Linked DNA regions of Mus musculus: all the other regions are linked to region 1. A link is a contact called in public Micro-C and promoter capture Hi-C data. All regions are on one chromosome and are shown on one strand. Each heading gives the region's core, a stretch centred on a gene start, on an enhancer-like site or on the middle of the called end of the contact. The rest is flanking DNA. Distances are from core to core; before and after follow the strand shown.

What was found. Promoter capture Hi-C pulls out the DNA fragments that hold promoters and counts their contacts. Hi-C and Micro-C count contacts between places; a contact is called where the count stands out from the background.
Region 2: a Micro-C map of muscle stem cells shows a contact between it and region 1, with 8 times the contacts expected there. The contact joins the promoter of Katnal1 here to the enhancer-like site in region 1. A contact is called at or near these places in 9 of 39 promoter capture datasets (the 3T3-L1 cell line, 3T3-L1-derived adipocytes, the HPC-7 cell line and 6 more), 3 of 484 Hi-C or Micro-C datasets (bone marrow-derived macrophages, muscle stem cells and nephron progenitors), 7 of 115 datasets of contacts at active chromatin or transcription factors (the SCID.adh cell line, astrocytes, bone marrow-derived macrophages and 4 more) and 1 of 9 other capture datasets (macrophages).
Region 3: a contact with region 1 is called in a promoter capture Hi-C map of liver, with 6 times the contacts expected there. The contact joins the promoter of 5930430L01Rik here to the enhancer-like site in region 1. A contact is called at or near these places in 14 of 39 promoter capture datasets (the 3T3-L1 cell line, 3T3-L1-derived adipocytes, the HPC-7 cell line and 10 more), 1 of 15 datasets of contacts at CTCF or cohesin (the NIH/3T3 cell line), 3 of 484 Hi-C or Micro-C datasets (bone marrow-derived macrophages and uterus), 10 of 115 datasets of contacts at active chromatin or transcription factors (the NIH/3T3 cell line, craniofacial prominence, double positive thymocytes and 7 more) and 1 of 9 other capture datasets (liver).

Annotation. Positions count from the first base shown.
Region 1 is chr5:149,373,564-149,377,761 of GRCm38.p6, forward strand. It overlaps a transcript of Medag not described here. Among named protein-coding and RNA genes, the nearest start is that of Gm38753, 8.1 kb to the left of the region's middle. Within about 2 kb of position 2,473, at least 94 of the 459 cell types and tissues checked have an H3K27ac peak or open chromatin away from gene starts, as enhancers often do. A contact at or near this core is called in the HPC-7 cell line, the SCID.adh cell line, double positive thymocytes and 2 more, where this site is marked.
Region 2 is chr5:148,926,901-148,931,098 of GRCm38.p6, forward strand. It overlaps Katnal1 (katanin p60 subunit A-like 1), which reads right to left and starts at 1,747. Exons shown (of 11, transcript NM_153572.2): 1 at 1,626-1,747. Gm36446 (a long non-coding RNA gene) reads left to right here and starts at 1,912. Exons shown (of 2, transcript XR_377236.1): 1 at 1,912-2,003; 2 at 2,233-2,722.
Region 3 is chr5:148,992,713-148,996,910 of GRCm38.p6, forward strand. It overlaps 5930430L01Rik (RIKEN cDNA 5930430L01 gene), which reads right to left and starts at 2,503. Exons shown (of 2, transcript NR_102384.1): 1 at 2,406-2,503; 2 at 1-812. It overlaps Gm15411 (a long non-coding RNA gene), which reads right to left. Exons shown (of 5, transcript XR_868721.2): 4 at 3,609-4,198.

The DNA of each region.
Region 1 (4,198 bases), core at 1,223-3,722:
TTTTGACATCTTGGGGGCCTTCCTGACTGACTCTGGAGGGGGGACATCTGGATACCTTACTGACTGACTCTGGAGGGGGGACATCTGGGGGCCTTACTGACTGACTCTGGAGGGGGAACATCTGGATGGATACCTTACTGACTGACTCTGGAGGGGGACATCTGGGGGCCTTCCTGACTGACTCTGGAGGGGGGACATCTGGATACCTTACTGACTGACTCTGGAGGGGGGGACATCTGAGGGCCTTCCTGACTGACTCTGGAGGGGGGACATCTGGGGGCCTTCCTGACTGACTCTGGAGGGGGAAGTCGTAGGGGAAGTAGCTAATTGCCTCTCCTCTCCCACTCCAGCATGGCTCTCAGATGTAAACCAACCAGAGCCCCTGCCCTGCCCACCTCCTTTCCTGACTTCTCTTTCTCACAGGTACACTCCACCTTCCTCCATCACTGCTAGTCCAGGTACCCAGCTCAGGGTAGTCCCTAGAGCCCAGACTTAAGAAGCATAATTTTCACCTAAGCTGAGCCTGCTTACTCTTCCATGACCACTCCCTCCCACAATGCCCAGTGACGCCCTGTACCCTTCTTCCTCCTCCCTCCTGACCAGGTGCTACCCTCGTGGTGCCCTGGGGTATAGCATGGTCCTTATTCTTGGAACTGAATGACCTGTCTTGTCAACAGCAGCTGCCTCCTGGTCTGCTGACCTCATTTCTAAAATCGGCAGGTTCTGCGTGACTCACTCATCTCCGTGGAGTCTGGCTGTGTGGTTGTTCCTCTTCGAGGCAGGGCCGGGGCTCTTCCTGCCTTACCCTAGGTAAATGCACTGAATATGACCTGTCTCACTTCAGTGGGTTGTTAGTTCTTCTTTAGATCAGATCTTTACTGGTTGTCTCACCCCCTTTCTTTACGGAGCTCCCCACTCCCCGTGCTCTTCACAGGCAAGCATGCTGGCTTTCTTTGTAAATAGCCTTACATATGTTCTTGTCCCCTGTGCCTGGTCATGAGGCCATCCTTCAGACAACTCCTGCCTTCCCCGTGCCTAAAACTACTCTCTTTCTCCGAGGTCTCACATTCAGACGTCCTATGATGGCTTCTGTAACCTCACGTGCCTCTCTCTGCACATCAGCATCACCCATGTGTGGGTTTCGATCCCACCACAGAGCATCCAGTGTTCCCCGCTTTGTGTTCGGGAATTCTCTCTCCTCAGGGTTATATGCACTCTCAGTTCAGGAGACAGACGTTTTGCTTGATGATAGGATGCACTGGTATCTAAGCAACTGACATCTTTCTTCTCCTTAAGCCGGGGTATAAAATCCACACATAGAGCAACAGTTGCTACCTGTTGAGCCAGAGCCTGGCTGGAGGGGAAGCCCCATTTTATCTCCATTCTGAGTCCCCGGAAGGCCAGCCCCAGCTTTCTTAAGTGGAGAGAACTTCATTCATTTCCTAATGGGTCATACTTGGGGAAAGACTGGAGTTTCTTCATTTTAGTGTCAGGCCAGTAAGGGGTTGCAAAGTACAGAGTAAGGAATGAGGGTAAAGCAAGAGGGATTGGCCCACCAGTGGGATTTGAGGACTGTCTCTTACATGGAGGCTGGGATGGGGAGACTGGAGCAGAAGCCGAGGCAATCAAACACGCCCCTCACAGTTTTGATCCGGCTCTCACCTGTTTGAAAGGAAAACATCTGGCTTGTCTTCCATTGACCCTGATGTAAATGGGTAAAGGATTTCAGGGCACATTCCTGATAGTTCCCTGAGGGACTTCCTAACAAAGGGGTGGAGCCAAGTAGCTCTTGGAATGGTCTCCCATCATAGACATTGCACTTAGAGTTTGAGCTATACGAATAATTCAGATGCTACACTGTAAGCCCTAAATATACCTTAAGCCCACAAACAACGCCCCTTTGTCCAGCTTTATGCCTGTGTTCCTTTAAATGGACTTTCTGTTCCTGACCGCACTGTAATCAGCAGATATCCCTACCGTCCCCCCATTCCCTCCTCCTCCCTTAAAACGGCTCCTTCTAATAGCTAGCATCCTGCAGTGACCAAAGCCATTAGAAGGATTGCACCATTACTATCCTGTCCAGCACACACATAATGCCCCAGGGATTGCCTTTCTTCTTCTTTGCTTGATGCTTTTTTGTGGATGAAATCGGGGCCCAATGGTGGGCTGAAAAAAAAAAAAACCGAAGAGGGCAGAAGGTGACAGTAATTCGTTTCAAGGGCACCTCCCAAACAGCTTTCCCCACTTGAGATTCCTTTGTGAAGGTGACGGCAGATGTCAGCCTTGTGGATAAAGCAGGCTCTGAAAGCACGCGGACAGGTTGCAGACCTCTGTTCCTCGTTACCATAATATTGAATGCTCATCTTTTCCCAAGCACGACAGCGAATATGTGCTCTGCCTGCTAGCTCACTGTTGTTTGTGCTGGAAAGAACCCGGGCCCAGCCCAGAGCCACGTTGCAGGGCTCAGGACTGCTCTGAAACACTGCCACCTAGTGGCGTGATGAGGTAAGACAGCACACATCAAGGGCACCGGGACTCTAGTTCAATCTAGCTGCCCCAGCTCAAAGGCAAGGAGTTAAAAAATCAGGAGCACAAAGACCATAGCCAGTTTGGAAACGCCTAAATAGGGCAGGGGACAGGGAAAAGGGGCGGGGGAACTGGAGCCTGAGAGAGGAATTAAAAGTAATGAACGGGTCGGATTGAGCAGTCCCCACCTCCCCTCCACCCCCCTCCAACTCCCCACCCCACCCCCCCTCGCCCCCCACCCCCAAGCTAGAGATGTGGGTAAGATGAGATTGGAACCGGCCTTCATTTGGACAGCTCAGTCTGGCTTGTGACTGGATCCTTAAGGATCCCGGGGCTCAGTTGAGCTCGGGAAGTCCCTGTGCCTCGGTTTCCTCACTTTGTGGGCCGAGTCAGAGCTCAAAGTCTATCTTCAGTTGAAACATTGTATGAATTTGTTATCTGAGAAATGCAGGAGAAAGCAGTTGGCTATCCTTAAATCATCTGTGTGACTTCTTGTTGATTTAAGGGGGGACTTAAAAATGAACAAAGAAACAAACGAATGAACAAACAAGCATCCACTTCCATCTTGTCTGTTTTCAGGGTTGTAGCTCAGGAATCCTGGGAGAAGCATGGAAGAATCTTCTAGCATGTGGGGACTCTCGGGACCCAAGAGGGAGAGTAACTCCTAAAGACGTGGAGGCTTCTAGTGCTTCAGGACAGACAGTGAGTGTGTGGGGGGTTGGAGGGGATGGGGTGTGGGTACTGGCATGGAAGCAAATCTGTACTATTTGAAACACCGAAGTGAAGACAATCATTATAATGGGTTAATAATTGAGCAGGCCATTCCTTCAAGAGTTACATTTTTAAAGGGAATTTCCTGTTAGAAGGTTCCAAGGAAATCAGATACTGTTCATTGACAAGCAGGAATCTGAACAAGTAGGGGAATCCCCAGGTCCTTCGACCTTACAGGATGGGTTTTGTCCTTTGTCATTCATCGGCGTTCCTTGGGGAAACTCATCTATGATGGCTGTTTTAAACACTTCGAGTATCATTTTTACATCCCAGGGCTAAAAGAAGATGTGGCTCAGCCTCTGCCACCATTTGAAGAAGCCCAGGTTGCTCTTGCTCCTTCTTTTAAGGCTCAATGGTCCTGCTCATCAAAGCATTTCCCCAGCGAACACACAGTGGAGGGAATTTAAATTCCATCTTGATGGAATTTGAACCAAAGCACACTGCCCAGTGTCACTTTATACGCTGTGAATCATCAAGCCAGCTACGAATACCTCGAGGGGTCCTTGCCGTTGTTCAACATAAATCAGTAAAATGACAGGCAATTGACTCTGAAGACAGCTTTCACATGGCTGAGAGGCTGGAGCTGCTGGAAGCAAATGAGGGCATTTTTCTGTAAACCACTTGTGATTAGCGCCAGAATAAACAGTAGATTGGGCTTTATCCTCCACACCACACTCCCCTCCTGCTCTGGATCTCTCATTAGGCGGAAGTGAACACTTCCCTCAGTGTTGGGAGTGGGGGTTGGGGGTTGTCAGTGGGAAGAAGCAAGTTTGTATCTCCACACCTGATGAGTACTTCTGACTTCCCCCCCAGAAGGAAAAGAAGAAATAGACTTGATTTGACTTTTTTTTTTTCCTATGAAGACATAAAATAAGGGCGAGAATCAGACCGACCCTTCGAT
Region 2 (4,198 bases), core at 497-2,996, 450 kb before region 1:
GTCTGCGTGATTGGTCAGCTCTTCCATCTCTGGGAGTTTTCTTTATGAAATATAAAGACATTCCTGAAATTATAAAACCATCTAGAGGTACAGAGAACTATAGTTGAGAAGCAAGGTATGCTCGTACAGTCTGCTGGCTTCAGGCTACCAAACCTCATACGTGTGGTACAGAGTAAGCAAGCCAGTGGCTGGGGTCGAAGGGCCTCACCAGGACTACTTCCTACTGATTAGGGGTGTCAAGTTTCTTGGGGCAAGTTCCATCTTTGCCATCAGGATATCTAATTTCTTGTTGTTGTTTCTTCTTTACGTAGGAACAATTACTTAACAAGTGGTGATCAAGAACCAACCCCACCTCTTGGAGTCTTAGCATTTATATGCCCTCTGAAAAGTCCCCAGAATTCCAAACATCACACAGTCACGGAAACTATCTGGCTGTTGGCAAAAATCACATCCCTTGTACAGCATGAGGCAAATCGCAGTCAACCGCTGTGGACAATCTGAAGCAGCCCAATATCCCAAACCTGGGATTAAAACAAAAACAATTTTTATATTTCTATGTAAATTCCATGTTTAAAAAAAACACCAAAATTCTCACTACACATAATAAAAAGAGGAAATCATCCTGAGCCATGCTTAATATCAGCATCCTGAGACAGACAGGTGAGCTCCAGGACAGCCTGGTTTACACAGTGAGTTCTAGCTAGCCAAAACTACACAGTGAAGCCTGGTCTCTAAAACAAAGAAAAATGTGCATAAATCAATCAGGTATTTTTAAAAAATAGAAACAGAATACAGAACACTTCAGTGTAGTCAAAAGGAGATTGTTCAGAAAGTTCAATAAAATACATTTCTAGTAAAGTTGGCTAGAGGAGAAAGTCAGAAATGAAGGAGAGCTAGCAACAGAAACTTCCAAGGGAGTGAAAGACCAAACAAAGCTTAATGAAATAGACAAGTGTGTGAGATCGCAGCACATCAAAACCCACTAAGAAATCTCATCAGTCAATAAAACCAAGTTCGTTATTTATGACCTCCCCAAAATACTCCAGACCCATCAGCTTCGTGTGTGCGTTCTAGGAAGTGCTTGGGGAAAAAAGAAACAAATGCTAAAGACACTCTCCAGAAAAAGGCAAAAATTAACTAGCCATTGAAAGTTTAACTAGTCTTCAAAGAACCAAAATATGTGTGGGCAACATTTAGGTAGTAAGTGAAGAGTGGAGCCGGAAGGGGGCATTAATTACTCCATGACATTCAACCTCAATAGCTAACATGCAACATATATATATGTATATGTATTCAGACATCACCAAATAACAGTAATATCCTTCATCAGCTTTCACACTTGTCCTTTTAAATATTACTGTCCTCTGAACACACGCTAATGAATGGATTTTATATGCCAAAAGCTCTGAGGTACTTGAAAAATAAGCAGAAATACCTAGAGATTCACAGGGAAAGGCAAAGGCCTTTTAGTGAAGGCTTTGTCGGGTCTCGCATCGACCTTGCGCCATACATACGGTTCTGCACCAAGAGGCAGCACCCTAGGAGGCCCAGGCCCCGCGCGGTGGCGATGGAGCGGGGCCGCGAGTGCAGAGGCTGCGGGGCTGGAGCGCAGCAATGAGGCTCACCTGCGCTACCCCCGCCCGACGCACAGCGCCCAATCCAGCGACCACCCCGGAGCCCCCTGCAGACAAAGAGTCACTTTAACACCATCTGAGTAGCTCCCAATTTATCAGTCTGTCGCCGCGCTCCGGACCGCTGGGCTTTGTAGTTCTCGGCCCGAATCACCCAGCCAAGGCGGCGAGCCTGATGAGCCACCGAACTACAAGACCCATGATACCCTGCGACTGGTGCTACATTCTGCGTGGCTCTCCCGCTTCTCCTCCGGGGGAGCGGCCTGTTGCCGGCGGCCGAGGTCTTGCGGACTGGGGCTGCCCGCCTGGGCTCCGCAACCCGGCTCTCCCTGTCAAGCCCGGCCCCTCGGGCTCACCACTTAGATCCTGCAGGTCAGGGCTGTCAAGGAACGGGGAGGGGCGAGGCGGGGCGCCGTTAGCCGCCGCCCGCCCGGAGTCCGTTAGTTCGCGGCCGGCGCGAAGAGGCGGTGGCTCACGGTTGCCATGGCAGCTGCGGCAGTGCTGCGGAGAGGGCGTGGGGCTGAGTCAGCGTTGGGAAAGGGGGCAGTAGGGAAGGATGCTCAGAGGCGAGTGTGGCGAACACGGAGCCCTCACCCCACAGGATGAGGAACCCGAGACCCTAGGTGGGGCGTGCTGCACCGGCCGGCATCGGGGCGGGACGTGTGCAGCGACAGAGAGCGGCTTCTAAGGAGGCGACCTTGCTGAGCCAGCTCTGTGGATTGGAGGCTGCTCGCAGCCCCCTCCCGCCATCCTCCAGGGAGTGGAGTGAGAACGAGCCATTGCTTAGATAGCGTGTGCACACAGCCTACAGGAGGATTCTGGACTCTGGAACTCGTAAATGGCACTGCTCCCCACCTATTGAATTCGAAGCTATAATGGGTCTTATGCAGAGGTTTGTGCACTCTTCAGTGTACTATGGGCCTGGATTAACAACCTGGCCTTCTAACACAGCTCCTTGGCTAACTGGTTGGTAGCCGATGACCCGAGGCACCTTACCTACCTGCTCTGAACGTTTTAGTCTGCAAAATGGAACTATCTCTGTTCCTGAGAGAAACTTTTATGATAAAACAGAATAAAAGTCTGGCACCTCACACGGTAGCTTTCAGATACTAGTTAATCCAATCGTGATAAAAGTCAAAATATAAGCCGGGCGTGGTGGCGCATGCCTTTAATCCCAGCACTCGGGAGGCAGAGGCAGGTGGATCTCTGAGTTCGAGGCCAGCCTGGTCTACAAAGTGAGTTCCAGGACAGCCAGGGCTATACAGAGAAACCCTGTCTCGAAAAACCAAAAAAAAAAAAAAAAAAAAAAAAAAAAAAAGGTCAAAATATTTGACTAGCAGTTGAAGGTGGATTGGCCGATGGGGAAATTGTCCTGTACCGATTAAAAAGTGCTATATCGCCGGACAGGGGTGGCTCACACCTTTCATCCCAGCACTTGGGAGGCAGAGGCAGGCGGATTTCTGAGTTCGAGGCCAGCCTGGTCTACAGAGTGAGTTCCAGGACAGCCAGGGCTACACAGAGAAACCCTGTCTCAGGGGAAAAAAAAAAAAAGTGCTATATTTCGCTAAAGGTTTAGGTCAGGGAAGTGTCTGTAGCTGTCAGAACTCATGGAATAGAACAGTTATGATTTGTACATTTTGTTGTGTGTAAATATACTTCAAAAGTAGTGTGATGCCTTAGGAAATTAAATTAGGGAAGGTGGGCACTGTGTCAGTGCCTTTATTCCTGGCAGTTGGGAGGCAGCAGCCAGACTGGTCTACAAATTGAGTCCCAAGACAGCCAGTTCTTGTTATACAAAGAAACCCTGTTTTGAAAACAAAACAAAAGAAACAAAAGAACTAAATTAGGACTGTGTAACTTATTTGTTAGAGCGCTTACCTGGCATGCATAAAGCCATGGGTTTGATCCCCTATACCACATACAGGGTACACCCAGGTAGATTGGCTGCACAGCTCTGCAACCCAGCATTCAGGAGAATGAAAGCACAAGGATTAAATGTTCAGAACCAACCTCAGCTACCTAAAGAATTAAAGGCCAGCTTGGGATGTGCGAGAGACCAAGGAAGAAAAGAACAGATAAATCATGATGGGGCAGGGGTAGTGGCTCACACCTGTAATCTCAGAACCTGGGAGGTTCAGTAAGGCGGGACACTTACCTCTAATTGGGGGTCAACCTGGGCTACAAGGTGAGACTGTCTCAAAAGGTGGGGCAGAGAAAAAAAAGTTGAAAAAGCAAGCTATTTCATTGTCAGAGTCTCCCCATCACAGAGATCTCCTTCCAATTGGTTCGAGCCTTCTGCTCACCTCTGTGGGGAGGCCTAGTCCTCTCTAAGCCTGTACTGTCCATGGGGGACACAGCCTCAGGGTCACTTCTAGCTCAGAGTCCTTTTTCTGAGCACTCAAGACTTCCTCATATCTTACCTGCAACTCTGCTTCTTCCCCCGCCCCGCCCCCCTCTGAATTCCACACCCTTTTCTTTGCTTGTTTGCAAAGCACACCTTTTTCTGAAGGTCTGAAAGTCTGGAGTAGGCTCACACCCGCCTTTGCCCCTCCACCAACTCCCATTCC
Region 3 (4,198 bases), core at 1,253-3,752, 380 kb before region 1:
AAACAGCAAACTGTTGTACACAAGACGGTGATGCACTGGGGGATGTGAAGCTGACGTAGGAGGTACCCACACACTGCACGTGGGTGGAGTTCAGTCATACCTGGATGGATACACAGCGCTCCTCAGAATGACAAACTTCTGCGTCTACCTTTGTCACAGATAGCTTGCTATTAGGCATTAACAGATGGGTTGTTTTGTTTTGTCGACGCCCGGTTTCAGGTAGCCCAGGCTAGCCTAAAACTGACTTGAAGCTGGGACTAAATTCCCGATCCTCTTTTTGTTGATGTTTGTGGGGATTTTTGTTTTCCTTTGTCATGGTTTTTGTTTTGCTTTGTTTTGAAGACAGGGTCTCACTGTGTGGCCCTGGCTGAGCTGGAATTAGCTACACAGACCAGAGCAGTCTTGAGATCACAGAGGTCTACATGCCCCTGCCTTGTGAGTGCTTGATTAAAGCTGTTCTCCACCAGGCCTGGAAGACTCCTGGTCCTCTCTGGCCTCTATTTCCTTCACGCCAGGCTTTGGCTTTCTAGATTTTTTTGTTGTTGTTTTTGTTTTTGTTTTTTTTTTATGCTTCAACTCACTGAAGGAATACAAAATATTGGATCACATTTCCATGGCATATTCTCTTTTCACTAGAATCTTCCTTTCATCCTCTTTCATTCCCTCAATAATAGGGAAATGGCAGCTAAGATGAGACATTGGCCAGGTACAAGGATGCAAGGATGCGTGCCCATGAACCCAGAGTTTGGGAAATAGAGGGAAGAGCATTGGGAGTTACAGAGAGATCAGCCTGGATCACATGAGACTCTTATCTAGAATAAAATAAAATAAAATCATGACCTCAGTTTTGCCCACCCAGTATCAGCAATTAAAGCCACAATATTTCAATACTATCTTAGAATCCTACAGTGGTTTGGGTGCACTGGCCAGTTGTTACATCAAGGTTGACACAGCTCAGGTCATCTGGAATAAGGGAAGCTCAGTTGAGAAAATGCCCCCATCAGACTGGCCTATCAGCAGGCCTTTTAGGGGATTTCCTTGATTAGTAACTGAAGTGGAAGGGTACAGCCCACTGTGGGCAGCGTCACTCCTAGGCAGGTAGGTCCAGGCGATATAAGAAAGCAGGCTGAGCAAGCCATGGGAGCAAGCCGTCAGAAACATCCCTCCATGGCCTCTGCTTCCTGTCTTCAGGTTCCTGACATGACTTCCCTCAGTGATAATGTGACCAGAGCTGTAAACTGAAACAAACTCTCTTCACAAGTAGGTTTTGGTCATGGTGTTTTATCCAAGCAATTGAAAGCATACTAAGATGACTTTATTAAAATCAGTCTAAGACAACAGATTGAATTAAAGCCCATTCTTGTAAGATGCATCTCGGACTTTTGGGGAATTTAAGAAACATGGCATTTTACTGCATGTATGGAACAACAAATAGAACTCAAGAATAATCAATTTTTATAATTAAGTCTCCTTACTGAGTACAAACCCAAAGGAAAAGGGATTAGAGCATTGTTGCAAAAGTATTCTCATGGGATCGGAGAACCATTGAGTAAACTAAGTAGATTTAAAACTGGTGGGCTATAGAGGTAACCGGATACCTCCGGTCATCTTTTTATTTATTTTTGAGTTGGCTCTCACTATGTAGCCCTGGCTGTCCTGGAATTTGCTGTATGAACAGGGCTGGCCTCAGACTCACAGAGATTCATCTGCATAAGACTGAATCTTCATTACGCAGTGACTGGGGAAAGGTCTGTTTGCACAATGTGAAAAGTGGAAATTTGAGGTTTTAAAAGCGCGGGCTTCTTCCTTTGTTTATTCCCTAAGTCCCTTTCTCTGTGCTGTACCCACTCCCTCCAACAAAGCTTGGTCACTTTCCATCCCACTCGCTATTTTCACTTCTACGCTAACATCAAACTCAATTCTACGTCACAGATTTTAGAAGCACCCAGGAACAGTACCCAGCCTAGAGAAGGAGAAAGAAATGTCTAAATTCAAAGGCTGAGCAAGGAAACCGCCTGCCAGGCCTGCCTGCCTGGTCGGTCTCATCAATCACAAGACTTAGGTGTCATGAAAACTCCGCCAGAGCTCCCACAGGCTGACGTGCCTCCTCCCTCTCATCGTCTCCGGGAACCCTTGGCACCAATTTCTTAAGGCACAGAAACCTGGCTCTCCGCTTAAGTTTTAACCAAGAACTTCTCTGAGGTCCCAGCAGCGCTGGGGCGGCGCACTGGCTCCTAGGCTGCTGATGCTGTGGCCCTAGCTACCCAGGGCTGCAAAAGCAGGAGGTGCCGCGCAAGGCTGCAAGTTCTAGAGAAAGCAGGGGGCGAGGGGCTCTGTTTGCCGGCTCCGCCATCTCCTCTAGAAAGCACTTAGCGAGAATAAAGTCACCCGCCCACCCCGGATACCTTCTATTGCAATTCTGACGTCCGGGCCTCCTTAAAGCCAGCATTTTTCTCCCTGGGAGAAAGCATTAGTTAATGATTGCCAGCCGCCTTCGCTGTCTGGCAGGCCACGTGACCTGGACACGTGACTTGGAGCCGGCTGGGATGGTTTCTCCTCTTTGAATAAGCTCCTGCTTATTATTGCAGTTACAAGCCTGTGGAAGCGGTGGGTGCAACGTGATTGCCTGGCGGTTACACAACGCCAGAGAGCTGTGCTCGCCGCTGCCAGCCAGCCGCTCCGGGGCTGACTTCTAAAGGAACAGAAAACAAACAGGACTTGCTGTTTTCCAAAGTGAGAGTTCGTTTTCTCTTTAGAAAAAAGCATCTTGGCAAAAGGCAAAGCCCAACCTTGCCAAACTGTACTAGTTCTTTTGGGGCAAAAAGATAAAACTACCGTGCAACAGGCGATTTTTACCACGCCTTTCTCTTCTTTCTCCCTGAAAAGGCCTCGAATAGGTTCTTTTTACGTTTATAAAAAGTGTACAATAATAGAACTTGGAGGCATATACTTTTAATCCCAGCACTCCTGGAAGCAGAGGCACATAGAAATTTGTGATCTTGAAGCCAACCTAGTTTACATAGCAAGTTCCTGGCCAGCCTGGGATACACTATGAGAACCTGTGTCGTCGTCGTCCTCGTCTCCCCCACCCCCCAACGCCACCCTACAATCTATCCCCCACCCAGTATTAAGGTTCTAATACAATAGTAAGAGTGTTTGGCTTCCATGTATTAAAGCTCTTAGGATTAAACCCAGAGAGAGGAAGAGAGGGAAGAAGGAAGGGAAAAGAAAAAGGCTCTATGGTTAGTTTTAAATTTAAACTGCAAATGAAAAGGTCTTTTGTGGCTCCTCCTGCCTTTAATTTGTAAAATATTAACAGTTGAATTTTTATTTTCAGCGTCTGGAAGAAGCTTCATAGGAGACATTATATGCATGCATATGAATGAAAATATATGCAGATTAGCCTCCAGAGGGCCTTTCCCCCCACCAAGATATCTTTACTGTGTGCGTCTTAGAACTGTCCAACGTCCCTGCAAAGGGAGCCCTGCAATGTTTAGCTTTCTCCTTGTTGACAATTACAAGAGATGGGCAGAGAGGGAAAAAAAACCACACAACTGAGTAGGACAGATGCCCTCCCCAGGTGGGACTGCTGAGGGAGGTCCCCATACCTGTCTCTTCCTTTGAGGCGACCCTTTCTCCAGCCCAGGCCAAGAAGTTCTCAGTGGTGAATTCATTCCACAGCCTGCTAGCTGTTACTGCAGGAGCCTCGATAGCAGGAGTAACAACCAGAGACAGACAGGCAGACAGACAGACAGACAGACAGAGCAAGCCTGCCTTCTTGGGGTTTTACTTCAGAGATCTCCAGGGCCCAGCCTGGCCTGGCCTGGCCCAGACTGAAGTAGCTAGTGCAGTCTGAGAGGCCCCTTTCTGTTCTCCTGGCATTGCCAAGGGCCCTGCTCTACTGGCTCGAAAGACTCACGGATGTGCCAGCTGACTCACGGTGTGGTGGTTTGAACAAGAATGCCGCCCCCTCCCCCCCCTATCCCACCCCACCCCCACCCCCGACAAGCTCATGGATTTGTCATGGTGCTTTTGGAGTTCAGGAGGTACTGCCTGGATGGGGTAAGTGTGTCACTCTGAAGGGGCTTGGAGGATTTAAAGACTCCACGCTGCCGTTTGCAGCTCACTTTGTCTGCTTTGTGCTGTGCCTCCAGATGTGAGCGCACAGCTTCTTGCTCCTGCCCCTGGGGCTCTGCCC